Linked DNA regions of Zea mays: region 1 is linked to region 2. Evidence: chromatin contacts called from public Hi-C data. All regions are on one chromosome and are shown on one strand. The core of a region is the stretch at or near the end of the contact, and the rest is flanking DNA. Distances in the headings are between cores, read along the strand shown.

Region 1 (6,548 bases), core at 3,196-5,695, 180 kb after region 2:
TCTTCTTTTCTCTGTTTCTAGCACTTAGACAATACATGTTAGTACTCAAAACAATGTATTAAGTCTAGAAACATACCTTGTTACATGATTTGCACTTCTTGCTTGTTTGGCACATAATCAACTCACTTAATATGTGTTGGACACTTAATCACCAAAACATTATAGAAATGGCCCAAAGGCACATTTCCCTTTCAGGAGGGCACTGATCAAGGGGGAGATGACAATGATCAAGACAAGGAAGAAGAACAGGGTCAAAGACCGCCACACCCAAGAGTCCACCAAGCGATTCAAAGAGATCACCCCGTGAACTCCATTCTTGGTGACATCCATAAGGGGGTAACTACTCGATCTCGAGTCACTCATTTTTGTGAACATTACTCTTTTGTCTCCTCTATTGAGCCATACAGGGTAGATGATGCACTTAAAGATTCGGATTGGGTGCTAGCGATGCAAGAGGAACTCAACAACTTCACGAGAAATGAGGTATGGCATTTAGTTCCACGTCCTAATCAAAATGTTGTAGCAACCAAGTGGGTATTCCGCAACAAGCAAGATGAGCATGGTGTGGTGACAAGGAACAAAGCACGACTTGTGGCCAAAGGCTATTCGCAAGTCGAAGGTTTGGATTTTGGCGAAACCTATGCACCCGTAGCTAGGCTTGAGTCAATTTGTATATTACTTGCCTACGCTACTTACCATGGCTTTAAGCTTTATCAAATGGACGTGAAAAGTGCCTTCCTCAATGGACCAATCAAGGAAGAGGTCTATGTTGAGCAACCTCCAGGCTTTGAAGATAGTGAGTACCCTAACCATGTCTATAAGCTCTCCAAGGCGCTCTATGAGCTTAAGCAAGCACCAAGAGCATGATATGAATGCCTAAGAGACTTTTTAATCACTAATGGCTTCAAAGTCGGTAAAGTCGATCCTACTCTCTTTACTAAAACTATTGCAAAAGATTTGTTTGTATGCCAAATTTATGTTGATGATATCATATTTGGGTCTACTAACAAATCTACATGTGAGGAGTTTAGTAGGATCATGGTCCAAAAATTCGAGATGTCTATGATGGGGGAGTTGAAGTATTTTCTAGGATTTCAAGTCAAGCAACTCCAAGAGGGCACCTTCATCAGCCAAACGAAGTACATTCAAGATATACTCACCAAGTTTGGAATGAAGGATGTCAAGCCCATCAAGACACCCATAAGAACCAATGGGCATCTCGACCTCGACACGGGAGGTAAATCCGTAGATCAAAAGGTATACCGGTCGATGATAGGATCTCTACTCTATTTATGTGCATCTCGACCGGATATTATGCTTTCTGTATGCATGTGTGCAAGGTTTCAAGCTGATCCTAAGGAAGTTCACCTTAGGACCGTAAAGAGAATCTTGAGATATTTAGTTTATACTCCTAAGTTTGGCCTTTGGTACCCTAAGGGATCCTCTTTTGATTTAATAGGATATCCCGTTGAACACAGCCACACTAAGCACATAGCCATTCAGTATCACTTTTTGAGATATCACCAACAAAGGGGGATATCGAGATAGCCTATATTAACACCAAAGAACAACTAGCCGATATCTTTACCAAACCACTAGATGAGAAAACCTTTACCAAACTTAGGAATGAGCTAAACATTCTTGATTCTCGGAACTTTGATTGATACTTTGCACACATAGCTCATTTATATACCTTTGATCATATCTCTTTTATGTCTATGACTAATGTGTTTTCAAGTGTATTCTCATGCTTAGTCATAGAATTGAAAGGGAAATGGAGTATTCGGCAAAGACGACGCTTCCACTCAACTTCATCGGTATTATCTACTCTTTGCCGCTATTCCGCCATCTCTCCACATTGGTATAATCTTTCACTCATATATTGTTTGCCAAAGGGGGAGAGAATTTACAAAGGGCTCACAAAGTCTCCGTTTTTGACGATTTATGCCAAAGGGGGAGAGAGTATTAGCCCAAAGCAAAAGGATCGCACCACCACCTAATTTTTAATTATGTTTTGAAAATTTTTATTGGTATTAGTATCTTTCAAATTGGTATTCCCCTAATGAGAGTATCTCAATTAATATATCCCAAAACCCTCTTGAAAGCTAAGAGGAGAATTTTATTTAGGGGGAGTTTTGTCTAAGTCAAAGGAAAAGCATTTGAAACAGGGGGAGAAAATCTCAAATCTTGAAAATGCTTCTTTAAATCTTATTGATATACCTTTGGCTATTTGCAAAAGGATTTTGAAAAGAATTTTCCAAAGAATTTGCAAAAACAAACTAGTGGTGCAAGTGTGGTCCAAAATGTTAAATAAGAAGAAAGAAATCCATGCATATCTAGTAGAAATAATATATTGGTTCAATTTCAAGCAATCTATGCACTTATATTATGCAAACTAGTTCAATTTTGCACTTATATATTTGCTTTGGTTTGTGTTGGCATCAATCACCAAAAAGGGGGAGATTGAAAGGGAAATAGGGTCAAACCTTTTTCTAAATGATTTTGGTGGTTGAATTGCCCAACACAAATAATTGGACTAACTAGTTTGCTCTAGATTATATGCTCTACAGGTGTCATAGGTTCAACACAAACCAATAAAAAGAACAAGTTAGGGTTCAAAAAGAAAGAAGCAAAAGAAACCGAAGACTGCCCTGGTCTGGCGCACCAGACTGTCTGGTGTGCCACCGAACAGTGTCCGATGTGCCAGGGAGATCCACTCTAAACTCCTCAGCTTCGGGTTTCTAGAAATGCCACTCCGCTATAATTCACCGGACTATCCGGTGTGTCATGCGGAGCAATGGCTACTGCGCCAACGGTCGTCTGCAAAAGCAACAGTGAACAGTGAACAGTGAACAGTGCGCGGACTACGCACACAGAGTCAGAGCAGCACCAGAAGGTGCACTGGACAGTGAACAGTACCTGTCCGGTGCTGCACCGGACTGTCCAGTGCCCCATGAAGTCAGAGCTCCAACGATCGAAACCATCAGAACCCTAACGGTTGGGTGACGTGGCCGGCGCACTGGACAGTGTCCGGTGCGCCCTTCGACAGCAGACTTACCCAACTGCTGTTTTGGTGGTTGGGGCTATAAATACCCTCCAACCACCACACTTCAATGCATCCAAGTTTTTTAGACATCTCACTCAATACAAGAGCTAGTGCATTCAATACAAGACACAATTAGATTGAATCAAAGCCTCTCTAAGTCCTAATTCCACTCAAAGCAATTAGTGACTAGAAGACAGAGTTTTGCTCGTGTTCTTTGAGCTCTTGCGCTTGGATCGCTTTTCTTCTTCCTCTTTCTTGTTCTCAAGACATTTGTAATCAAAGCAAGAGACACCAAGTTGTGGTGGTCCTTGTAGGGGTCTAAGTGACCCGTTTGATTAAGGAGAAAAGCTCACTCGGTCTAGGTGACCGTTTGAGAGAGGGAAAGGGTTGAAAGAGACCCGGTCTTTGTGACCACCTCAACGGGGAGTAGGTTTGCAAGAACCGAACCTCGGTAAAACAAATCACCGTGTCATCCGCTTCATTTGCTTGTGATTTGTTTTCACCCTCTCTTTCGGACTCGATTTTAATTCTAACGCTAACCCGGCTTGTAGTGTGTGCTTAAGTTTATAATTTTTCAGATTCCGCCTATTCACCCCTCTCTAGGCGACTTTCACTCCTCCACAACGACCGGATGAAGATCATCGTCCATGCCGTAGACGGTTGGCTCCTCGTCGGTGACTAAGGTCCCTTATGGCTACGCGGCACCGGCACAAACGATACCTACGAGACCCATCACATCCATGGATTAAAATCAAGAATCAAGATATAAGACAAAAGAAGGTGATGGGGATTAGGGTTCAGGGTCTCACCTGCGTAGCCGGAGCACCTGAGTCGCTTGAGAGCACCATCGCGAGGAGGAACACCAAGAGGATGTTAGGATGGGTATTAGCCGATTAGGGTTCGGGATGCGAGGAAGGGAAGAGGATGAGCGAAGAGATGATGAGAAGGAGAAGATAATCGAGAGTATAGATGTCCAAATAAGCTGTCGCCGGTAGCCGTCGACAGGAGGCGGCTGAGGAGAGATTTCGCAGGTCGCCGGGAGCTGGAGCCAGGAGAGGATAAGGTTTAGGGTTTCAAGCAGTGAGAAATGAGCGAGCGCGGGGATGGGTAGAGCTCGGGGAGGTGCGATATTGTTATGCAGCAAGGAATCAGACCGGTGTCGTGCCTCCCTAATTTCTATGGTGGACCAGGCCAAGCATGGTGTGCCGTCCTCCGAACCTAAGCATGGCACGACCACTGTGTCAGGCCGGTCCGAGCACGATGCACAACGGGCTGTGCCAGACGGAGACTAGTATCAGGCTACAACAGTGGTAGGCTTCACGCTAACAGAGCATCCCAGGCTCCCAGCCATATAGACATCTATACCCCCACCCACCCAACCTTCGGCAGTCCCCATCCTCTCCTGTGGGCGCTCCCTCTCCCCGGCCCCCAAATCACCGCGCCTCCCTCGCCACGCCTCACAGGGCCGGTTGCGTAGGAGAAAGGAGAAAGGAAGGAGGGGAGGCGGTCGTCGGGCGAGATGAGCGACTCCTTCTGCCCCGACTGCAAGAAGCATACGGAGGTGGCGTTCGACCACTCGGCGGGGGACATGGTGTGCACCGAGTGCGGCCTCGTCCTCGAGGCGCACTCCGTCGACGAGACCTCCGAGTGGCGCACCTTCGCGAACGAGTCCAACGACAACGACCCCGTCCGTGTCGGTGGCCCCACCAACCCGCTCCTCACCGATGGCGGCCTCTCCACCGTCATCGCCAAGCCCAACGGTGCGCAGGGCGACTTCCTATCCTCCTCCCTCGGCAGGTGGCAGAACCGCGGCTCCAACCCCGACCGATCCCTCATCCTCGCCTTCCGCACCATCGCCAACATGGCTGACCGGTCCGCCTCCCCCCTTCTCCGCTGCTCCCTTTTCTCACGCTATAGGTCCGATCCGATTCGATCAAATTATGTGGCTTGCTAGTAGTTTGCGCTGATTTGTAGGATATGGCGTGTGCTTGTTACGTTCATGCGTGCGGCGCGCTGCCTGATTTTACGCCTGGGGCTATGGAATGTGACCAGGGTTGGTTATGACTGCGGGTCTAGATTTGGAACATCTGATTGATATATTGCGTCTAGTATTTTTGCATGTTCTTGCAGGGTTTGGTGCTGGATGATTTGTCCCTTGGATCTACTGAAATCCCGTTCTTTATAATATGGGAACCCATCTAATATCCTTAATTTCTTCGGGAACTGTCAAAGGTTAGGTTTTTATTTGGGCACACAATAGGTTTGGCTAGAGTAGTTGTGCTGCTTGCACCTATGCATCATTATTCACTATGTTATGCAAAATTAGCATTGGGGATGTTAATCGTGATGTCGTGTATTACCTATACCTTAGGCACATGATTTGTTAGTGAAGGATCATTCTAGATTGCGGCATATATTATAGATACAGTAAAAATATATCGCCGCATATTTCTGATTTGGGCGAATAGATGCACAGTACTCAAGTTGATAACTAATTTTATTTTAGCTGTGTCGACTTTAATTTCATAACATCTGTCGTGTGCTGATACAAACTATGGCTTCTGCAGGCTAGGTCTTGTGGCTACTATTAAGGTAACGAATCTGATGGTTACTGTCCATTATTTATAGCTGACTGTCAACATTTTTTTATATAGTTGCTTTTTTGAGTGTTAGCTGTGAGCCTGTGATCTACCATTTTAGTCGCTGATAGGTTTTGTCTACTGTCCTAATAATTGGTCAATTGTAAAATACTGAAACCTATTTTGATCTCTTTTTTGTATGCTCCCTTGATAGGAATATCTGTAGTTCATCAGATATTCAGATTACATGTTTCTTTCTCGAACATGCAAGAGTTGCATATCATTATATTAAGAAGAAAAAAAGGGGAAGAACCCTTACAACACACACCCGAGCACACTTGGTTGATTACATGTTATTTTTTAAAACTTAAGTGAGTGTATATGCTAAGGCTCTGTTCGGATTGGAGGAATTCCAAAGGGAAATTGTATGGATCACAAAACGGAGGAAAGGAAATCAGGGTGCACGTTTGGAATACTGGAAGAGACAATTCCTTTCTCTTGGAATCCTGTGGGTAGATGTTCGTTCCACAGCGCTGTTCGCCTAAATGGCAGTCAGCCTGTTTATACTGTTTGAAAGCTACCCAGTACACATGGGTTTATTTTTTCATTTAATTGATCGTTTACCCGTTTAGGTGGCCGTTTGGCCCAAATAATGGCTAAACAGCAAGTGACCGACTGTTTATCGTTTAGGATAACCAAGGTTATTAAGGCGTTAAGGCGAGACATGGTGACCGACCCCCTTCCAAACGCCTAGGCGAGTTAGGCGTGCGGCGAGGCGACGCCATATGAGCATCACCTAGGCGAGGATATGCAAAAAAAATCCTAACAATCTAACACTTGCAATAGCAAAATTGGTAAGGTTAGAGAATACAATACAAGCCTTTGATTGATGAGGGTGCTGTTGCAGTGTTGCTGGCTTGCTA
Region 2 (6,470 bases), core at 1,666-4,165:
AGTAGGAGTCCTAGTTGAATTTTTGAATCTATGGGGCCTCCTCTCTGAGATTGTACTACCATCTCATGTGAAAGTGTGCCTCGTTGGTGTCTTTCACGTTCTGGAATTTACTCAGCCGATTCAACATATAAGGGATTCTTTCAAGGATTTATTCAATACCAGCCATGTGACCGTATTTAGAACACTTGGGCTCCCAGCCGGTATTATTTCTTTATGTGGATTGTGGCTCATAAATGTTGTTGGACAGTAAGGGGTTCAACTTGAAAAATGGGGACTCCCACACCCTGACAGATGTCTTCACTGTGATGAGGCTGAAGAAACTATTGACCATTTGCTTACTAATTGTGTGTTTGAAAGGCAATTCTGGTCCTCACTTCTATGATGGTTTGGCTTACAATCCTTGTCCCCCTCGCTAGATGATGGGGTCAATGGACAGTCACAGCAAGGGACCAGTTCCCTAATCACTCTAAGGGCATGAACTCTTTGGAAGAATAGGAACCATTGTGTTTTGATAACTCTCTGGTAAGCATGGATGGTGCCTTATTGCTTGCCAAGGGGGAGGCCATGCTCTGGGCTATGGCCAGTGGCCAGTGCTAAAGGGCTGCCCTTCTTATCAGCCCTTGCCCCTAGTGACTAGGTTGCTCCAGGTCGTGATCTCTATTTAAGCAGGAGTGGATGTAATTCGTGAACTGTTCAGTAAAATCAAGAGGGCAACCGAAACTTGAAATCTTATACTAGTAAACAAAAGAGATGAAGTTCTGCACGAAATATTTACCTGTTCTAGAACAGAAATTAGTTCCATGGCAGTAGCTTTAAACTGCCTAGAAAGAGCGATAAGATCTGGGTCTTGCTCTGCCTGCTCCAATTCTAAAAAAATACAGACATATTAGTAGAGATGTAAAAAACTGAGTCTTATAACAAGTGAATTCAAGAAAAAACAGATGGATAATTGCGCCATCCTTTAAGAAAGGATATCTTTAAGATACATTAACCTTTAAGGTATAAGGTATTGCATGAGAAAAAACTGTACTTATGTACTATGCAATAGAAGTCATAAACTTAAGACTACAATGATCTAGTAAACAGACAGAACAAAACAAGTTTTAAATTCAAAACTTTACCAGTCTTTGTCATGTCAAGGCGTGAAACACGGGCGACATGGTATGGTCCTCTTGCACTTAGTTCCTGAACGCTGAACCTACAAAGACCTTCAAGAACAACAATGTATGTAACCCTTCCACTTGGCTTCTCCACCCCTCTGGAAAGGTGTAAAGCTCTGGCAGCAACTCCCCTGCACATGGAGGAAAAACAAAGTTAAAGAAAAGTTAAATAAAAAATGCATAAGGTAGTGAAAGATTGCCTGCAATATAGCCCATAGGTTCAATATAGCTTAAGTTATAGCTGGAAATAATAAATATAATCTTCATAGTTCAGTGAATCTTTCATAGGAAGATGTTAACCACACATGATGCTAAAATATGGAAAACTTTGCATGCTTACGATGCACCCTCCTCAAGCTAAGCTTATTAATACAAAATGTGTGAAAAGTCCCTTGGACATATTACTGTGTGAAAAATATCTGCTCATTGTCAATCTATATCAGCCATATTTTATCTCAGGCAACTATAGGCTAATGAATGTTGCACTTGTGTGCACACATGGCATACACAGGGTTAAATAAATAAAAGGCAAACATTTGCATCCGTCTATTATTCATGTTTGTAGAATAAAATGCAGTATAAACCCATTGTTATATTATATCCACCAACAGTCATCTCCTACACCTGAATGTGTTTATCTCTATAACCTTGTTCATGAATGAAATACAAGCATTAGACGAGCAAAGATAGTGATGTCACACACTTGCTGTGCCAGTGAATGGGCTCCTTCCCATTTTTTGTGTCCTGCTTTGATGACTCTACTGCAGAACCGCCAACCTTACTGCCTCCTTCACCTGAATCACTGCCCACACCTACAAGAGCGGTAACAACTGCAGGAAGTAAATGTATGTCCACAAAGCCCAACAATTTTGCTCATACAGCAAATCCGAAGCCAGTCTTTTATCTCACCAGGAGACAGCAAAGAGCCAACAGCTGTTGCCTCCGAGTCCCGCACAGGAAGTACCCCGATCAGGCCTTTCTCTTCCTTCTGCCAGAGTTCTTGCTCCACCAGCTTCACACTAAAGAGGCAAAGAATGACACCGACGAAGTCACAAACCAAGTAAAAATCCAAAACAATCTGCAATTTCCCCCCTCCTACATAGTAGTGAGCCGCCTTCGAAGGAAAGCTCAAATACACAAGGGACCCAACTGCGCGCAGAAAAGTCAGACACTAACGGAAAGGGGAATCTGCCGGACCTCAAAAGCAAACAGCCCACTGAAAACCCCAAATTCAACGAACGCATCAAATTGAGGCAAGCAATTTCAATTTTTCCCGTCTGAAGCGAGATAACCAAATTGAAGCGCAAGGACCAAGGAGTCGTAATTTCGTAGCAAGTGGTGTTAATTAGATGTAGAACAAACCACGTGTCTACTAAACATCTCCCGATGGGGGAGAAAACCTACAGAGAAAAAAAGGAACTCCCAGAACTGAAAACCTGAGCCCGATACGGCGACAGCGCACCAAATTAATCCCCCCAAAACAAAATCGAAACCCACGCCGATCAGCGGGCGGAGCTACAAGCTCTCGACGGTTGGTCCGGATTCGGGCTCACCTACTGGGGTTGGTGCAGCGAATCCGCACGATGGCACCGGGGAGCAGCACCTTGTTGCGGAAGGGCAGTACGGCGAGCCGGCTCGGCAGCTCCACCGGCGAGTCCGACATGTCGGGCACGCAAATCGCGTCGATGCCGAGGCGGGGAGGAGAGGCGCACCAGCGTACGCCAAAGAACAATATTTTTTTTTAAAAAAAAGAAAATTTAGAGAGTAAAGAAGCCGAGAGGTGGAAGACGATGTCGATATTTATGGGGGGCGTGCCGACCTCAATACAGGTGAGTATAGGTTTGCTTTTCGACGTGCGAGTGCGGGTAGTGGGGCCGGCCGGCGGACCGGGACTGTAGAACGGTGGTGGCGGGGTCTAGGTGGCAGTGAAGGGCTGATTTGCGACTAGAGATCACGAGTTTACGGAGAGGCGTTTTATTCCGTTAATCTTGTTATCCATGGATTGGATTGGAAAATAATTAAGAATAAGTTTAACTTGTTTGGGATTTAAACCCACCGAACAAGTACGAGATAGGATTGGAAAATAATTAAGAATAAATTTGACTTGTTTGAAATTTAAACCCACCGAACAAGTACTTACTATTTAATTTTGAATATGAAGTGTATTTGTTCTAGTATCCCTCGTGGGTCTGTTTGGTTTTCTACTTAAGGCGCCACAATCTGTCTAACCTTAAATGTTCGAATTGAAGAACTAAGATTAGATAGAAAAGTTAGACACATTGTGGCGCTTTAGGCCCCAAACCAAACAGCCACCAAACCTGCCCAAGGGTGTAGACGTGGCGCGCCGAGATAAGGGCAGCTGCGGCGTGTGGCGCTGGTTTGTTCTTTGTTGTGACTGACGTAACGGTGGGAAACGGCACGGGTCGTATACTCGTATGTAGTAGATCGGGGCCGTCGGTTTTTGTGGGTCGGACTGACGGACGGCGCAGGTCTGCAATTGCAAAGCGTGCACGTGGGGTTTTCTTGGTGGCACGTGGACCATATGATCTGAAACGTACGGATGGATCTTGGCGTGCTAATTTGAGCATCACCGACTGGAACTGGAAGTTGTTGAGGGGAATAGTGACGTCGTGTCATACTACTAGTAGATAGGAGTATAGAAGTAGATTTATGCTTCCTCTCTCTTTTAGGGCAGCTCTGGTCCTGAATAAAACTAACTGACACAGTTTCGTGAGACAAAGTTCGGCTCTCGGTTCGTGAGAGTTAAGGCTCTCTCCGGTTTCATAAAAACCTCTCACAACCATATATACCGTATGCACACTACTCAACGGTTCTCTATGGAAGGTTTCTATGACCTCCGAGTTAATTTTGGAGCGTGTCTGTGTACGGGATGACTCCTTCTAATAGGTTGTGTGCCTCCATATTCCTCGCATGACGCTCTATCACATATATCTACTGTGCAAGACCCTGTAGCTTACTCTATGCTCCTGCCATCGTACCAGATGGGTTCCGCATAATGTGCTTCCGGTAAGGTTGAGTTCGTGTTCAGTACGACTTCATCTTCCGTCAACTCCCTTGTGTCACCCTCCAGCATGTTCGGGCACGCGTAAGGTGTGTCGTCCTGTCCTTTTTCTGGTACGTGGGTGGAGACTTCGATGCCATAACCCTCCCCTACTGCCGTACAAATAACGTGGACATGATTTTGTGATGTTGTGTCTTTTGTCGCGGCCGTCGTGGACCAACGACGTCAGTCCAGCCTCCTCCCTTGCGGATCGGCTTGGCTCGACGGTGACTTGGTCGTTCGCCCCGCCTCCCAGACTTGCTCGGCGGAGACTTGGTCGTACGCCCTGCCTCGCATACTTGTTCGACGGGGCTTGATCGGTAAATGGGCTAGAGAGAGGTTCATGGGCCTCGCTTTGGGTACCCCTTTCCTGGGAACAAATCATTATGAGTTTATCAGACTGATTTGGTTGTTTTCTGCACAACACATGACCATACATATGTTATTGCTGCACTACTTTTACCACGTTGCAACGCACGAGTATTTAACTAGTTGTTTAATATGTGCATTGTTGCATATTATTTAATTCTCCACTTATTAGAGATAATACATTAGGTAATACTTATGAGACAACTTTAGTTACATGTATTTCTAAGCCATTCTTACACTTGTTTACCACTTTGGTAACTTACAAAATTTCCAGACTATTGAAACTTGTCGTTTTGAGCATGTTTGCTACATAGAACTCATAGTTCTATAAGAAAACTTACCATAAAGTTATCAGATACATATCGAATCCAAGTTCCTTCAACTCATATGCCATACCGAACAAGCTAATGTGGGTTGCCAAGACCACTTATCCCATTATAATGAGAACTAAGTGAGTTATCAATAATAATAAAACCTTTTTAAAGCGTGCTCCTATGAAGCCGCGAAGCTCCTTACCACTAAATTTCTTGCCGTCCTTTTTAGTAGGAAAAACCTTGTGTTAAATGAGATTAAGAATCTTATGATCATTTTTAGATAATCAGAAAGCTATAATATTCTTATCATTTATAAAACAAAAATGTCTTCCGCGCGCGCGATGGTTGCGCGTAACTTACTAGTGTAGATCGAAACAGCAATGTCTAGGCGTGGGTAACGCTTAGAGCCAAACCCTACAAAACTTTGAGGATATCATCGATAACGACAAAGTGTTAAGTATGTAATAAAATAGTCACTATTTAGTGGATCTAACCAATTTAGATCCCGTTTGGAACAATCTAATTTTTAAAAAACTAGTTTTTATTTTTTTAGCCAGAAGAGACTAGTATCTTGGTTTTTAAGAAACTAGAAATCTAATTTTTATGAATTGAGGCATGATCTCTCATGTTTGGATCCACCTAAATTTCTATAAACAAGTTTCTTAAAAACTAGGTGGTTCCAAACAGATCCTTAATACGCGTGGCCTATATTACTCTCCAACGCACACACTCATGCTTTGTGTTTAGTTTTATGGATTAGGATGCGGCTTGACCATCACTTGTTTCGTTGCAAATCTTTACATTACATGCTCGGCTCATCTCGTCCACTTGGGGAGTTAGAGAAGGAGGCTCGGCTCGCGAGCTATTTCCTGATAATTATTATTGCATTATTCAGTGAATTAGTACATAAATTCAAAATATAGAATCATCGTTCAATATTATAATATTATGAGTAATTTAAATTATAACTGTAATATATTCATCATCAAATACTAAAAATGAGCTATTATTCATAAAATTATCTAATATTCGTTATTATTTTATAAATTAGTTAATTTGACACGGCTCGCGAGCTAGCTCGGTTCGGTTCGCTGCAACAATGAGCTAGAAAAATGGGATCAGCTTTGCTCGTTCAAGGCTCGCAAGCTGCTTTGAGCTCGAGCCGACTCGAGAGGCTCAACCTTATTTTCCAGCTATATTGAGCTCCATCGGCTCCTACCTATCTTTGAGAAGAAATGTTTTCAGTAATAGAAAAAAAAAACATTGCAGAACATGTGCTTTCAACCTATCGGCGGCCGTTGGCTGTAGCTCGTCTCACCACTACACGCACCGTACCAAGCACCGTAGCATGAACCGAAAGTCTTGGCATGCAGGCTGGAATCCAAACCCAACGTCCCAACCAGAGTCGTTGAACCTGGACACCTTTTTTCATTTGATGAATCACCGGAGGGGGAGAAGATGCTAAGTTTAACTTTTTTTAAGAATCTTTTTTTTAGAATCTGGGTGTATGAAGAATTTGACTAGAATCTGAAAATCATAGAAATTACATATGTAGGAAGATAAAAA

The links. A called contact is a pair of places that touch in the nucleus more often than the background predicts.
Region 1: a Hi-C map of ear shows a contact between it and region 2, with 1.6 times the contacts expected there. The contact joins the promoter of LOC100193219 here to the promoter of LOC732820 in region 2. A contact is called at or near these places in 3 of 25 Hi-C or Micro-C datasets (ear, leaf and tassel).

Annotation. Positions count from the first base shown.
Region 1 is chr7:149,657,733-149,664,280 of Zm-B73-REFERENCE-NAM-5.0, forward strand. LOC100193219 reads left to right here and starts at 4,446. Exons shown (of 7, transcript NM_001349830.1): 1 at 4,446-4,918; 2 at 5,614-5,638. The coding sequence starts at 4,566.
Region 2 is chr7:149,480,749-149,487,218 of Zm-B73-REFERENCE-NAM-5.0, forward strand. LOC732820 (LON peptidase 1) reads right to left here and starts at 2,916. Exons shown (of 17, transcript NM_001112433.2): 1 at 2,714-2,916; 2 at 2,070-2,179; 3 at 1,864-1,972; 4 at 1,122-1,291; 5 at 776-867. The coding sequence starts at 2,823.